2 separate regions of the Mus musculus genome follow, and region 2 is linked to region 1. A link is a contact called in public promoter capture Hi-C data. All regions are on one chromosome and are shown on one strand. The core of a region is the stretch at or near the end of the contact, and the rest is flanking DNA. Distances in the headings are between cores, read along the strand shown. Region 1 holds the start of Glt1d1 (glycosyltransferase 1 domain containing 1). Region 2 holds the start of Sfswap (splicing factor SWAP).

Region 1 (6,794 bases), core at 720-3,219:
TGTTCCTCTGTAGACAGATTAGATCGCAGAGGTGACCTCAGACCTCCCCTCCCATTTTTCTGATAAACAAGCTTTGCCGAGGGTGACAGTGTGCACCACACACTCATCTTTTGGCCAGCTTCCTTGCAACCTCAAAGCACTCACGTCGTCATTAAAAGAACACCATCAAGGGTCCCGGTGAATTTCCAGAAGTATGCCTGAAAAATGAGATGTGCTACTCTGAGGGCATCATTTTTCCTTCCTTCTCTCCTTCCTTCCGGAATGTGAATGTGATGGGTTGAGCTATGGCAGTCAAAAGACGCCTGGAAGACATCTCCAGATTCAAAAATAAATTCTGGGGGGCTGGAGCAGAAGGGAGCCGTTCCTACTGAGGATGTGGGTTTGAATCCCAGAACCACATCAGACAGCTCACAACCACTCGTAACTCCAGCTCTATAGGATCCAATAACCTCTTCTAGCCTCCACAGGCACCTAAACAGATGCACATGCACGCGCGCATGCACACACTCAAAAATAAAACTTGAAAGAAAGAAAGAAAGAAAGAAAGAAAGAAAGAAAGAAAGAAAGAAAGGAAGGAAGAAAAGAAAAGAAAAGAAAAGAAAAGAAAAGAAAAGAAAAGAAAAGAAAAGAAAAGAAAAGAAAAGAAAAGAGCAAGTCCTATTAGTCTTTTCTGTGGAGAGAAGGAAGAATCAGGTAATTATATGATTAAAAAAAAACAATCAAACAATCAAACAAACCAACCAACCTTCCCTTGCTTCCCCCCTGTGAATAGGTAGGAGAGTGGGTCCAGTGTTCCCCTGCAGAGGCAGGCTTTGTCCATTGACAATCAGAGACCAGTGTGTTACGAAGCTGGACTGGGAGAAGGCTACTCAAGGGACCCAGGCACCTACTCTTTCTTCTTTGAAGTTGTTAGGGAGTTTTCAGGGATGGGAAGAGATTAATTTCCGGGGCTATGCTTAGAATATTGGTTCTATAATATTGATGGGCTTTAAATAATGCACATGTCTTTGTAAAACGCCATGAATTCACCCAAATGTCACGCTGTCACAAGACTGTCTCTTCCCACCCTTCCTGCTCAGGTGTATTTAGTGCAGGAGGCTCTGAGCCCTGGGCTCTGCACAAACCTGACTTCCTAGCCTTACACCACACTCCTCAAAAACTGCCTGAGGCTGCGGATGTGGATGTGGCTTAACGCTTGGAAGAAGAGTCTAGCAAGCAAGAAATCCAGGGCTGCTGGGTGCCCCCCCCCCCCCACTTCCCCTCCTTTCCTCAGAATCTTGTGGCTGGTCTTCAACTTACAGCAATCCTCCTGCCTCAGTCTCTGTATTCCTGGAATTGCAAACCTACATCCCTGAACCCAGCCAGCTCCATAACAGCCTTCTCTATTTTGGTTCTCCATACTCTTTCTCTGGAAGTTCACAGAACTTAGTTTGGGGAAGCCAGAGTCTACAAAAGGACGGACTGCCTACATACATAGAGTCCAGGGCATCCTTAGGGTCTAGGGTCCTCTCAATGCAAAGTGAAGCTCAAGTCCCCTCTCCACATGTGGTCTTGTACCTACACCTCACCTGGTCCTAGTCTCTGGGGGAGCAGTCTCTGTATCAGCCACTATGTTGCATGTAGGAGCCCAACTCATGATCTTTACGAGGGGAAGTCACAGGACAACCTATGTTCTTGGTGCCTGAAGAGTGGACAACCTCCCCCCACCTCCCATCTTTCTGAGCTCGTGGCTGTCTGACACCTGGTCTCGTGACCCCCACCCCCACCCCCACCCGCTAGTCTCCTCAGGTCCCCTCGGGGCCCCCAGATCTCCCTTCTCCCTTCCCTTCCCTTCGTGTCCCCTCCCCTGCCCTCCCTGCCTTCCCTCCCTCCTCCCCTCCCCTCCCTACCCCTGAACCTGCGGGCTCCGCCTTGGAACAGCAGGCGGGACCGAATCCACCCCTACCCCTCCGCCCGGGCCTGGTGGCCCAGTTCTTGGCGGTAGCGACGACATGCGGCTCCTGTTCCTGGCAGTACTGAGGCCTCACACTGGCAACGCGGTCACAGCTGGGCGCCTACGGTATGTTGCGGGGACCTGAGCATCCCTCGCGTGGGGATGCCGGACTGGGCCGGGCGCCGGAGCCGCGCGTGCACAAACGGCCGGGTTGTAGGCGCAGGTGCGGGCGCGAGGGGCTGCAGCTCTGATTCCAGCTGCCTGCTGCCCTGTCTGGCTATTGTGAGTGCCCTAGGATGCCGCAAAGAGGCCGCCTGGGCCAGCGCTGGGACGCGGGGTGGTGGTGGGGGAAACCAGAGGCTCAGCAAAGGCCTCGCTGCAGACTTGAGCTTTGGGCAGAGTGGCCTGGGATGAGAAGCGGGGACCCACGTGGCTGGAAAGACGCAGAGTCCCGGTGCATCGGATGCTCCAGCACGTGCGGAGATTCAGGGTCCGAGTTCCGTGGCTGCTGCCATTCCCTCCCCCGCGCCCGCACTTCCTACCTGGTTCTCTTCTGAACGCTCAGCTTATTTTATTTAATTAGGCCTCTTTTTGCTTTGTATGTTTACCTGGGACGGAAGCCTGGAGCCAGGACAAGGCAGGGAAGGCGGGTCCATTCACCTCTGGCCATCTGGTTGCCTGGATCAAACCGGGCTGGTCTGAATCATTGGAAAAGCAGACACTTACGTGCCCGTGCTCACTTGCTCGCTCCCCCCCGCCCCCCGCGCGCGCTCTCTCCCTCCCCTTCCACTTGCTTCAAGACATTTCCCAATGGCTCCCCCCCCCCCCCCGCCCCCAGTGGGTATGTTTCCTCATCATGGGAAAGAGCCGTTGAGTCTTCAAGCTAAAAAAAATGTTACAGTTCCTCTCAAGATCACAGTGAACAACCAAAGGCGGGCAGATGCATACCTGAAGTTTCCCCGGAGTGGTGATAGTGTTGTGATTGTGTGAGATTCCCCTCCCTCTAATTCAGTCACTCTTCGGGCTCTCTGTGGACTGAGCTCTTTCCAGTAGAAAAGTGCAAGTCATTTACAAGGAGAGTAAACACAGGGGTAAATCATTCCAGGGCGATTGGGACCATGGAGCAAATAAAACCATGCTGGGGTGTGGCCAATTTGATAGAGTGCCAGGCAAGCATAGGTGAATCCCTGGGTTCCGTTCCCAGCAGTGCATAAACCCAGGAGGTGCGGTTGTACATGACCACATGCTGATAACCCCAGCCTTTGGGAGCTGAAGGCAGGACCATTAGAAGTTCAAGGGCATCCTCTGCTACTGTCAACTTCCAGCTACTTGAGAGCCTATCTCCAAAGCAAAGCAATACCAAAACAATATAACCTTTGCGTTGGAGGGGCTCCTTCAAGTGATAAGGTCCAGGCTGGGCTCTCGGCAGAAGTAGCTTGTAAGCTAAGATCAGAGGGAAAGCACCCACAGGTCCCGAGGCCAATGTTAACTTAAGCTGTTCAAGAAACAGAAGGTTGGCGAGACAGTTATCCAGCTGTCTTGTGCACATGGTAAGAGGAAGAGATTGTATTTGCGATTACCATTTAAACATTAAGCACCTTTAGCTAACATTTGACTGTGTGGGTGGGAAAGGTCCAAGATTCTCCGGAATGACTTGATCACGGATGAATGAAATAGTGGAAAACATGCCCAAATGTATCATGTGCATGGAGGTCGTCACAAAGTAGAATCAATCGCTAACCCAGAAGTTTGTATGCCCCTTCCCATGGGGGAAGAGGGCTTGGAGGATGTGTGCCATTCCTAGGGGGATAGTCTGTGGTTAGGGAAGGCCCTGGTGGGCTTAGTGAGAAGCTCGCATAGCCTTGGAATAAAGTTGTAGACTCACAGATCAGTGATTGACTGTAAATGATTCCTTCAGAATATTTATTGGGTGATGCCAAAGTCTGAAGCTGACCTCCTATATTCCCATCTCCTGTTCCCTTCCTTTTTTAAATCATTATTTATTTTTATTTTTTATGTGCATTGGTATTTTTTTTTAAAGATTTATTTATTTATTATATGTAAGTACACTGTAGCTGTCTTCAGACACTCCAGAAGAGGGCGTCAGATCTTGTTACAGATGGTTGTGAGCCACCATGTGGTTGCTGGGATTTGAACTCCGGACCTTCGGAAGAGCAGTCGGGTGCTCTTACCCACTGAGCCATCTCACCAGCCCCGTGCATTGGTATTTTGCTTGCAAGTATGTCTGGGTAAGAGTGTCAGATCTTGGAGTCACAGAGAGTTGTGAGCTGCCATGTGGGTGCTGGGAATTGAACCCGGGTCCTCTGGAAGAGCGGTCAGTGCTCTTAACCACCAAGCCATCTCTCCAACCCTTTCTTACATAGAGCAAGCAAAGGACAACAACAAAATACAAAGAGAATTTCTCTTCCCCAAAGTAGTCATAGAAATCTGAGCCCTCTTTCCCAGAAAACAACCATAAAACCTGAAAATTCTACCCCCATTCTTTTGAAACTGACACTCTCTGCTTGCAGCATAAGAACTGACTTTCCTAGACAAACGTCACGTCTCCGGGGCTGGGAAGATAGCTCAGTGAAGAAGAGTGCTTGTTGCCAAAGCATATGGATCTGAGTTCAAATCCCACCACCCATATTAAAAAGAGGGGTTCAGGTATAGAGAAAAAAAAAAGACTCAAAAGCACACAGTTTTTGCAGCAGCTATGTCTAGAGGCTCACAGCCACTGGTAAGCCAGATCCCAGGGATCCAACACTCCCTTCTGGCCTCCTGGGAATCTGTGCTCACACCATCCCCACATAGACACATACAAGTGCACAAAATTTATATATATATATATATATCTCCAAGCACAGTAGGATATACCTTTAATCACAGCACTTGGGAAGGCAGAGGCAGGTGGTTCTCTGAATTTGAGGCCAGCCTGGAATACAGAATGAGTTCCAGGACAGCCAGGGCTACACAGAGGAACCCTATCTTGAAGAACAAAACACTAAAGTTTCTATGAGGCTGAGTAATTAGAATTTAGTGATTCTGAGTCCTTTCATTGGCTTGGTGAGGACTGGTGGTCATGAATCAGGGCATCACAGTGTGACAAGGCAGCTAATCTGCCCGAGTCAGGGTTGGGCATGAGGCTGGAAATAAGGGCAAGGTTTTTGTCACAAAAGGCCAAGAACAGCCATAAAATGAAGGTAGTGTTAGCTGTAGGATGGCAGGTAAGAGGGACTGAACCTGTGTCCCATGCGTTTTAGAAGCAATGGGGGCTGTTGGTAGAGTGCTTATGGCTCATCTGGTAGAGTGCTTGTAGCTCAGAGTACTTGTGGCTTAGTTGGTAGAATGCTTGTGGCTCAGGGTGCTTGTGGCTCAGTTGGTAGAGTGTTTGTGGCTCAGAGTGTTTATGATGTAGTTGGTAGAGTGCTTGTGGCTCAGACTACTTGTGGCTTAGTCGGTAGAATGCTTGTGGCTCAGGGTACTTGTGGCTCAGTTGGTAGAGTGCTTATAGCTCAGAGTACTTGTGGCTTAGTTGGTAGAGTGCTTGTGGCTCAGGGTGCTTGTGGCTCAGTTGGTAGAGTGCTTGCTTAGCAGACATTAGGCCCTGGGGTCCACCCCCAGCATTGTGCATAATGGGTGTGGTGGTACATATGTGCGATCTGATCAGGACTTTGAATGCGGAGCCTAAGGATCAAAAGCTTATGGTGATTCTCTACTAAGTAAAGAGTTCACATGAGACCCTGTAATAAATACATACATAAATAAATAAATGGAAGCAAATAAATACACGAGCAGGCAAACAGAGTGTGGAAGAAGGCAGATCTTTGTGAGTTCAAGAACAGTTTAGTTTACTTAAGTGAGCTTTAGGCCAGCCAGGGGCTACATAATGACAGTCTGGAAAGAGAGAGGGACAGGGAGAGAGGAGGAAAGAAAGAAAGAAAGAAAGAAAGAAAGAAAGAAAGAAAGAAAGAAAGAAAGAAAGAAAGAAAGATAGGAAGGAAGGAAGGAAGGAAGGAAGGAAGAGAAGAGAAGAGAAAGAAAAGATGGAGAGACGGTGCAGCAGTTAATAGCACTTGCTTCTCTTTTCAGAGGGCTGAGGTCTTGTTCCTATCACATCAGGCGGCCCACAGTCAGCTGTAACTCCAGCTCCAGGACATCTGACATGGTTTTAATCTCCTTGGGGCACCCACCCATTTGTGCCCATACATGCACAGAGACATACACATAAAGACATTAATAAAACCACAACTTTTTGTTCGTTTGTTTTTTGAGACAGGGTTTCTCTGTATAGCCTTGGCTGTTCTGGAACAGGCTCTGGAGACATCAGCCTGGCCTCTGCCTCCCGAGTTCTGGCATTACACCACTGCCATTTTGCATGGCTAAAATACAACTTTAAAAGAAAACTGTAATCAGAAGCCTAGAACACAGGCGGGTGTGGTGGCTCATGCCTCTGACCCCTGCATTTAGAAGACAGAAGCAGGAGGACTTTCATGAGTTCAAGGTTAGATAGGTTACATGGACCTGTCTCAAAATAAATGTAACCCAGAGAACAAACTTCACTTCGCCTTGGTGGAGAAAAAAAGGACACGGGAAGTAGATGTGAGTAGGAACCTCAGTAGCTCTGTCCAGCTAGTGCTGGGCCCAGGGATTTCAGAGCATCTTTCCTCTCATGGAGAGGAGGCTGAGCCCCCAAAACCTTTCAATAATTCAAGTTAATCTTAAAACAGCTTCCTGGGTCAATCCCCGCTTTTGTGGATAGCTAGCTTCTCCAGCTCCCTCTCAACCCCCTCCCCGCTTCCACTGACAGTCCTGGGGGACAGGGAACACAGGGTCTGACGCATGCCCTGCAGTCAGTCAT
Region 2 (6,905 bases), core at 2,851-5,350, 1.9 Mb after region 1:
CCAAGGTCTGTTCTTTTATTTGGCCATTTCCCCATGCTTGACTAAACCACCAAGGTCCTGCTGCAATCAAAATTCATTATTTGACTACACTGGATAACATGTTCAATCAGGATTTACCATGCTAACACAGACTTCTCTTTCTCTCTCTCTCCTTTTGAAAACCATGCCTGCAGAAACACTCGTTGCTGTCTTGTCTGACCCAAAGGCAACCTCCATCTCATCCCCACCCCGAAGACACGATTGCCCCTCCAGAGTAATAAATGTCTGTTGTGCTGAGAATCTGGTGTCTGGATGTGCTCTGTGCTGACTCCGAGGCCCCCTTACACTCACTGGGGATAAGGAGAAGGAAGGAAATTTAAACATAGTTGTTAGGACCTAAAAATTGTTGTTGTTATTATTCTTTCCCTGAGGCTTAGAGCTCTCAGAAAAGTGAGGGAAAGGCAGGAGGGAGGCGAAATTAATTGTGAAGATTTGAGATAAGCTCCTGTCTTTACCTCAGAAATAAAATTCTCCTTTGCCAGCCAGTGAACAGCCACTGCCTCTGGCTGGGTTCCATTTCATTCATCTCTAAACTGAGCTGTCAAAATGCCACGCTGAGGAAGCGAAGCCTGGGACACACTGCAACCAAGGCACTTTTATTTTAAGGTGGTTATTTTATTTAAGATGGTGGGCGTTTGTGGTGATGCAGGTTTCTGAAGGCTGGGGCGGGAAGATCAAGGTCACCCTAGGCTATTTTCGTCGAGACCTCCATCTCAACCAAACAGCAAAACAGGATGTTGGGACTTAACTGAAGTGCTCGACTAGCATGCACAAAACTCTGGGTTAGAGCTCCCTGCCCCAACACCATAGGTCAAGATCCCTTTGGAGGGGTCGAATGACCCTTTCACAAGGGTTGCCTAAGACCATCAGAAAAAACAGATAATTCTATTACGATTCTTAACAGTAGCAAGATTACAGGTATGAAGTAGCAACAAAAAATAATTACATGGTTGGGGGGTCACCACAACATGAGGAACTGTATTAAAGGATCCAAGTGATAGGAAGGTTTAGAAGCATTGACATGCTTCACTGCATCTGTACTTTTTGATGTCAGAAGGTCACCTATGTATATACCAAGCTTCCTTTGAAATAGGTGACAGGTGGCACATTCCGGAGAGAAGCAGCCTTAGCAAGCTCTAAGGGCGTTGTTTAATCTGGGTGCCTCTCAAGTTGGTGTTAAACCCAAGTATAGGGCTAGGGATACAGTTCCATTTGTAAAGTGCCTGCCTAGGACATATGAGGCTCTGGGTTCCATCCACAGAACCGTATAACCAGGCGCACTCCTATAATAGCAGCACTCAGGAAGTAGATGCAGGAAGATCGGAAGTTCAAGGTAATCCTTGGCTACATAGCAAGTTTGAGGCCAGCCTGGGCTACATGAGATTCTGTCTCGAAAAAAAAAAAAAGCTTCGAAGCTGCAGTTTGCCCATGGAACTTGTAGTTCTTATGTACACATCAACTATGTGTACCACTAGACAGAGTTCCAACCTCCTTGGATCAAGACTAATCTATGAGTCCAGGTCTTCTTGGTAATTTTACATACTAGAGGTTTTCTGATAAAGCCAGCCAGGATCCCGGAAGATAAAAACAGGGCAGTTTCTGTTGAGATTTCTATATTAGCTTGTAACTTTCCCCTGTCCAAATGAACAAACAAACAAACAAACAAACTCAGAGAACACAACATAAACAGGGCAGTTTCTGTTGAGATTTCTATATTAGCTTGTAACTTTCCCCTGTCCAAATAAATAAATAAACTCAGAGAACACAACATAAATTGTGGGACTTGATCCAGGAGGGCTTGCCAGTGGTGGCTTCCAGGGTCCCGGAAGATAAAAACAGGGCAGTTTCTGTTGAGATTTCTATATTAGTTTGTAACTTTCCCCTGTTCAAATAAACAAATAAATAAATAAATAAATAAACTCAGAGAACACAACATAAATTGTGGGACTCGATCCAGGAGGGCTTGCCAGTGGTGGCTTCCAAACACAGAAGCCACAGAGGCCACAACAGCTCAAAGTGGGGTTCATTCTGTGTGTGCTAGCTAGCAGTATGTCTCAAACGGGTGAAGCAGAAAACACTCATGCAACAAGCTACAAGAAAGCAAATTTATTTTCCACAAATAAAGCCCACAGGACAACACAAGCCTAGATCGCATTGTGAGCCAGTCAGCCAGAGAGCAAGCCAGGCAGTAGTGGCGCACGCCTTTGATCCTAGCACTTGGGAGGCAGAGGCAGGCGGATTTCTGAGTTCGAGGCCAGCCTGGTCTACAGAATAAACTCAAGGACAGCCAGGGCTACACAGAGAAACCCTGTCTCGAAAAAAATTTAAAAAAAGGACCAGAGAGCAAGCCGCCTGGGGCAAGAAGTAACAGTGTATGCACCAGCTATATCACAGATGTATGTGGTCCCAAAAGGCAGCCTGCAGGTCTTTACCTAGGGGATCATAAGTCACTGACTTATAGTGTAAAAGGGCATTGGGTTCTTAGGGAAGACTTAGATGAAATTCAAATAGCCTGTATGGGGGTCAGAGAACAACACTGGATGTCATTTCTCAAGTGCCATCTCAAGTACATCTAGTGTAATATAGGGCCTTTCACTGGCCTAGAACTCACCAAGTAAAGCAGGTTAGATGGCCATGGAACCCAACACCTCAACCTGTCTCTACTTCTAGAGCACAAGGATTATAAGCAATCGCCATCACACCCAGTACTTTTTGCATGGGTTCTGGCAATCAAACTCAGGTGCTCATGTGCGTAAGGCAAGCACTTATCAACTGAGACATCTCTGCTGGTGTGTGTGTGTGTGCGCTGAGTTACTTTACATTAAAAAAAAATCATTAAATGAATTTTGGCTTGAGGTTAAGACAAAAATTCCAACCGTTTCTTTTTTTTTTTTCCCAACTGTTTCAAAAGTAGACACAAACATTTCTGCAAAGCAACCTTCTCCACATCATAACTATTTTACTTAGTATTCGTTCTGGTGTACTATGTACATGTCTGTATGTGTGTGTGCACGTGTGTACACAAATGCATATGGAGGCCAGAGGTCAACATCAGTTGTTTTTCTAAATCACTATCCACTTTTTAAAAACCTAAGTTATTTGGGGAGGGAGGGGGGTGTCCGTGGCTGAGAAGTTCTTCTCTCCTTCCATCCAGTCGGACTTGATCTAACTCGAGTCGCCTACACATATACACACAAAATAAGTAAAAATTAAAAAAAAAATTAAAGTTAAATGTCACCCCGGGGCACTAAGCAAGACCCTATCTTGAAACTAAAACAAAAAGGGCTGCAGATATAACTCAATGATAGTGTTTTACCTAGCAATGATATAACTCAATGATAGTGTTTTACCTAGCAATGGTGAGGCCCTGGGTCCATGTTCAGAACTGAAAGGGGGAAAAAGAAAATCAAGCATCTGGGTCAGACACCAGAAAAAACTGCAGCCCTGCAGACCTCACGTCGATAATACTAGCATCTTAACTGAGCTAGGACAGTCAGAGTTCGAGTCTAATTTGGATCACAGTGACATCCTGTATTTTAAAAAGGGAAAGGGAAAGAATCTGCTCCCCAGAAGGAAACAACCCGTAGCGCTGTCTCCTAGCTGGAGTCTTTCTCCGCCACTGAAGCCCGTAGCCACTGAAAGCCCGCCACTCCGAATATTTAGGGCTCACAAGTCCTGGAAACGCCCTCAGTCAGGCGGCCAGGGCTAGGCTTCCTAGTGATCTAAAAATCGGGCTGTTAGAAAGGAGCAAACTGTCTCACTAGGACGGCAAAGACGCGTTCCCAACAAGATCCCCACTTGTCTCCACACCTGGCGGCCGCCCTCCAACGACAGTAGAAGTTGGCGCGCGGCCACCAACCGCGCTTTCGTCACATCCTAGGAGGCCTCCAAAAAATGGCAGAAATAAATTTCTTTCCATAAACACAACTTACCATCGCAAGATCAAGTTGGACAACGAAAACTAACATCTACTTAATTTTTTAGCGGCTCAAACAGCTTGCGGACGTGGCGAATCTACCACTCTCACCTCCGGAAAGAGCGGGTTTCCTACCGGAAGTTGCGTCTCCTCCATTTTGTGGCTCGCTATGGCGGCTGTGTTGAAGTTGCGAAGAGGATGCGGCGCCTGTGACTGAGTGGGTAGGCCAGGCGAGGCATCGGGGACGTTGTTCGGCCCAGCAGCAGACCGTCCCGGACGTCGGGGACGCTGTCATGTACGGTGCCGGCGGGGGCCGTGCCAAGCCGGAGAGGAAAGGCGGAGTGAAGGAGGAGGCCGGGCCGGGCGGCACCGGCACTGGGGGCAACCGGGTGGAGCTTCTGGTTTTCGGCTATGCCTGCAAGTTGTTCCGCGACGACGAGCGGGCTTTGGCCCAGGAACAGGGACAGCACCTCATCCCCTGGATGGGGGACCCCAAGATCCTCATCGACAGGTCGGTTCCTCCCCCCACCCGTCGACCCTCCCCTCCCTCGCCCGCTTGATTTCGCCTGATGTTGACTTGATGGCCGGGACCGAAAAAGGGGGTTTTGCGGAGCCCGGGGACTCGGGGGGCCTCCCTGCCCCCCACGTTCCCCGGCGTCCGGGGGGAGGGGACGGTGAAACCGGCCCTAAGGCTCCGGCCAGAGCTGGCGCCTCCCCGTCGCCGGAGGGATCGACTCTGCTCCCACAACCCCTCGAGCCCGGGCTGCCGCTGGCGACTCAGCGCGGGTGGAAGCTGTCCGGGGCCCGCCCGCCCGCGCCGTGGGGCGGGTGCCGCTGTCCCTCCGCTGGCTGTGCGGGGAGGGAGTCCGGGAGTGCGCTTTTGTTCCTCCGAAGCGCCGCACGCCGAGGCCCGTGGGTAGAAGCTTCTTTTGGACCCCCCAACCCCGTGAGGTAGCCTGAACCGTCTCTGGCCGGCTTGACTTTTGGCGTCCGGGCGAGCCCTTCCCCGCGGTTATTGCGACCATTTGCCCAACCGCGGTAGTGGGTGAAGTTGCTGTCTTGTTGGAAGCCGGTCGACCCGTGCGGACCTTGCTCTTAGGGGGTAGCGTTCTTAGAGCTGGTTTCACTGTTTTCTAAAGCCGAAGGGTGGAGCTGGGTTTATACCTTTGTGTTGGTTCTTTTCAAATCACACCCACTGAAGGGTGCCTGGAGTTGAGGGTAAAGGGGTGGGAACGTGAATTTCTGATGGTGTTTGATTTGAAAAGGATGGCATTACATGATTGGGTGTTTTGCTCCCCACCTCTCTCCTCATTTTTTCCATCTCTCTTTCTTTCTCCACCATCCCGGGTTTGGGTATTTGTCCTTCCGTTGGGCGATATTGCTTCTGGGCCCAGGACTAACTGTGAGCAACCATTAAGCTGTGGCGTGGTTTTCTCCAAGTGAAGTAAACCCATCGTTTGAGACAAGTAAAACTGGATGCTGCAAAGACTTGGAACTTGCATGACTGTAGGGATTACCTGTGAGCTGGCCAGAACGGACACGGTTAATGACCAGTAGGCCTTTCCGATCCCTTACGTCTCCATTTGGGGAGAGATCTAGGAAGAAAGGACTTGTGAAGGGAGTGTTGCCTATCAGATCGGCTCTGGATCTGATGGTCCACTCTGCTGGAAGGTGCTATGCCTTTGAACCTCGCTCGGTTGATAGCCAGTGATGCTGCTTCCCAGGCACTCGTGGGGATGTGTACTGTCAAAAGTTGGGCAAATGCTGAAACCTCTACTCCGTATGCAGTTTCCATATCATTCTGTGCATGATATGAGTTAGACCTCCCAAAACCGGTGGGGAGCAAACACCACACATGTATATGTGTAATATTTGAAAATAATACATTTGTAAGTTAAGGAGGTTTACATCAAAGTTAAGCAGATTTTGATAATAAAATGAAACCGTTGGGGTTCCCAGGAAATTTTGGCCTTTTTCCTGTGGTGTATGTTTTCCTTCCTTAATTTGGTCTCCATCACAAAAGTCAACATTAATATATCATGCCAACTTTGGTTTGTCACTCCGAATTCACCTGTGCAACCTAAATTTGAGATTTAAATTGTTGTCTGGCAGCTGTACAGTGACAGCATCTCCATTGAGTCTTATGTTCAAACATAGCAGAACGTGCTCCTTATTCCTAAGTTGGTAAAGTGCCCATTGGTCTGCAACGATGTGTCTTCATCCTGGGACTTAAAGTTAAAGGGACATACTGATGCTGCGCCTTCCGATGGTTTTGCCGTGTTTGCAGTGAACCTCCTTAAACTGCATGTATATGTCACTGTTCCTTTGTATGTGTGTCTCTCTACCACATAACCCAGCACTTCTCTCCTCAGCCAAGTGGCTAGGGGCAAGCCTAGCCAAGATTTTACCTCCAATGGACGCAAGTTTCTTTGGTGAAGATCTCTCCTGAGAGTTCGGGACTAGCAGGAAGAAGCGAGGAAATTTCGCCCGTTTGGTTCTGTCGGATAGGTATTTATGGACTCGGTCTGTGTGAATGTAAGCTGTAATATTTAACTACTGAGAACAGATATTTTTTTTGCAAGTGGCATTGAATGGTTGACCAAAGCATACATGGTAAGAACTGCTAGCAAGGGGGTACGTTTTCTGCTCTAAAGGATTGTCTGCCTTTAGCTCTAAGTTCTGTTGTGCTGTAGAGAGGTGCTTAGATTTTGTTATGATTACTCCAGTTTAAAAGTAGGAGAGAGATGACTAGGCATATTAAGTATAAATCTGAAGCTTTGCATTTGTTTTAATATTTTTATTTCATTAGTTTAATTGGTAAGTATGTGCATAGAGTGTCACACACAACCAGCATGGGTGTAGACTTCCCTCCAGTGACCAGCCTGTTCACATTACAGATACGACGGGCGTGGTCACCTGCATGACCTCTCTGCGTACGATGCTGAGTACG

What was found. Promoter capture Hi-C pulls out the DNA fragments that hold promoters and counts their contacts.
Region 2: a contact with region 1 is called in a promoter capture Hi-C map of liver, with 5 times the contacts expected there. The contact joins the promoter of Sfswap here to the promoter of Glt1d1 in region 1.

Annotation. Positions count from the first base shown.
Region 1 is chr5:127,630,293-127,637,086 of GRCm38.p6, forward strand. It overlaps Glt1d1 (glycosyltransferase 1 domain containing 1), which reads left to right and starts at 1,970. Exons shown (of 12, transcript NM_177005.4): 1 at 1,970-2,059. The coding sequence starts at 1,992. It also overlaps a transcript of Slc15a4 not described here.
Region 2 is chr5:129,497,131-129,504,035 of GRCm38.p6, forward strand. It overlaps Sfswap (splicing factor SWAP), which reads left to right and starts at 4,101. Exons shown (of 18, transcript NM_172276.3): 1 at 4,101-4,466; 2 at 6,853-6,905. The coding sequence starts at 4,249. Gm40332 (a long non-coding RNA gene) reads right to left here and starts at 4,096. Exons shown (of 3, transcript XR_868547.2): 1 at 3,972-4,096; 2 at 3,390-3,424; 3 at 3,120-3,218. It overlaps Gm34468 (a long non-coding RNA gene), which reads left to right. Exons shown (of 3, transcript XR_377099.3): 3 at 174-287.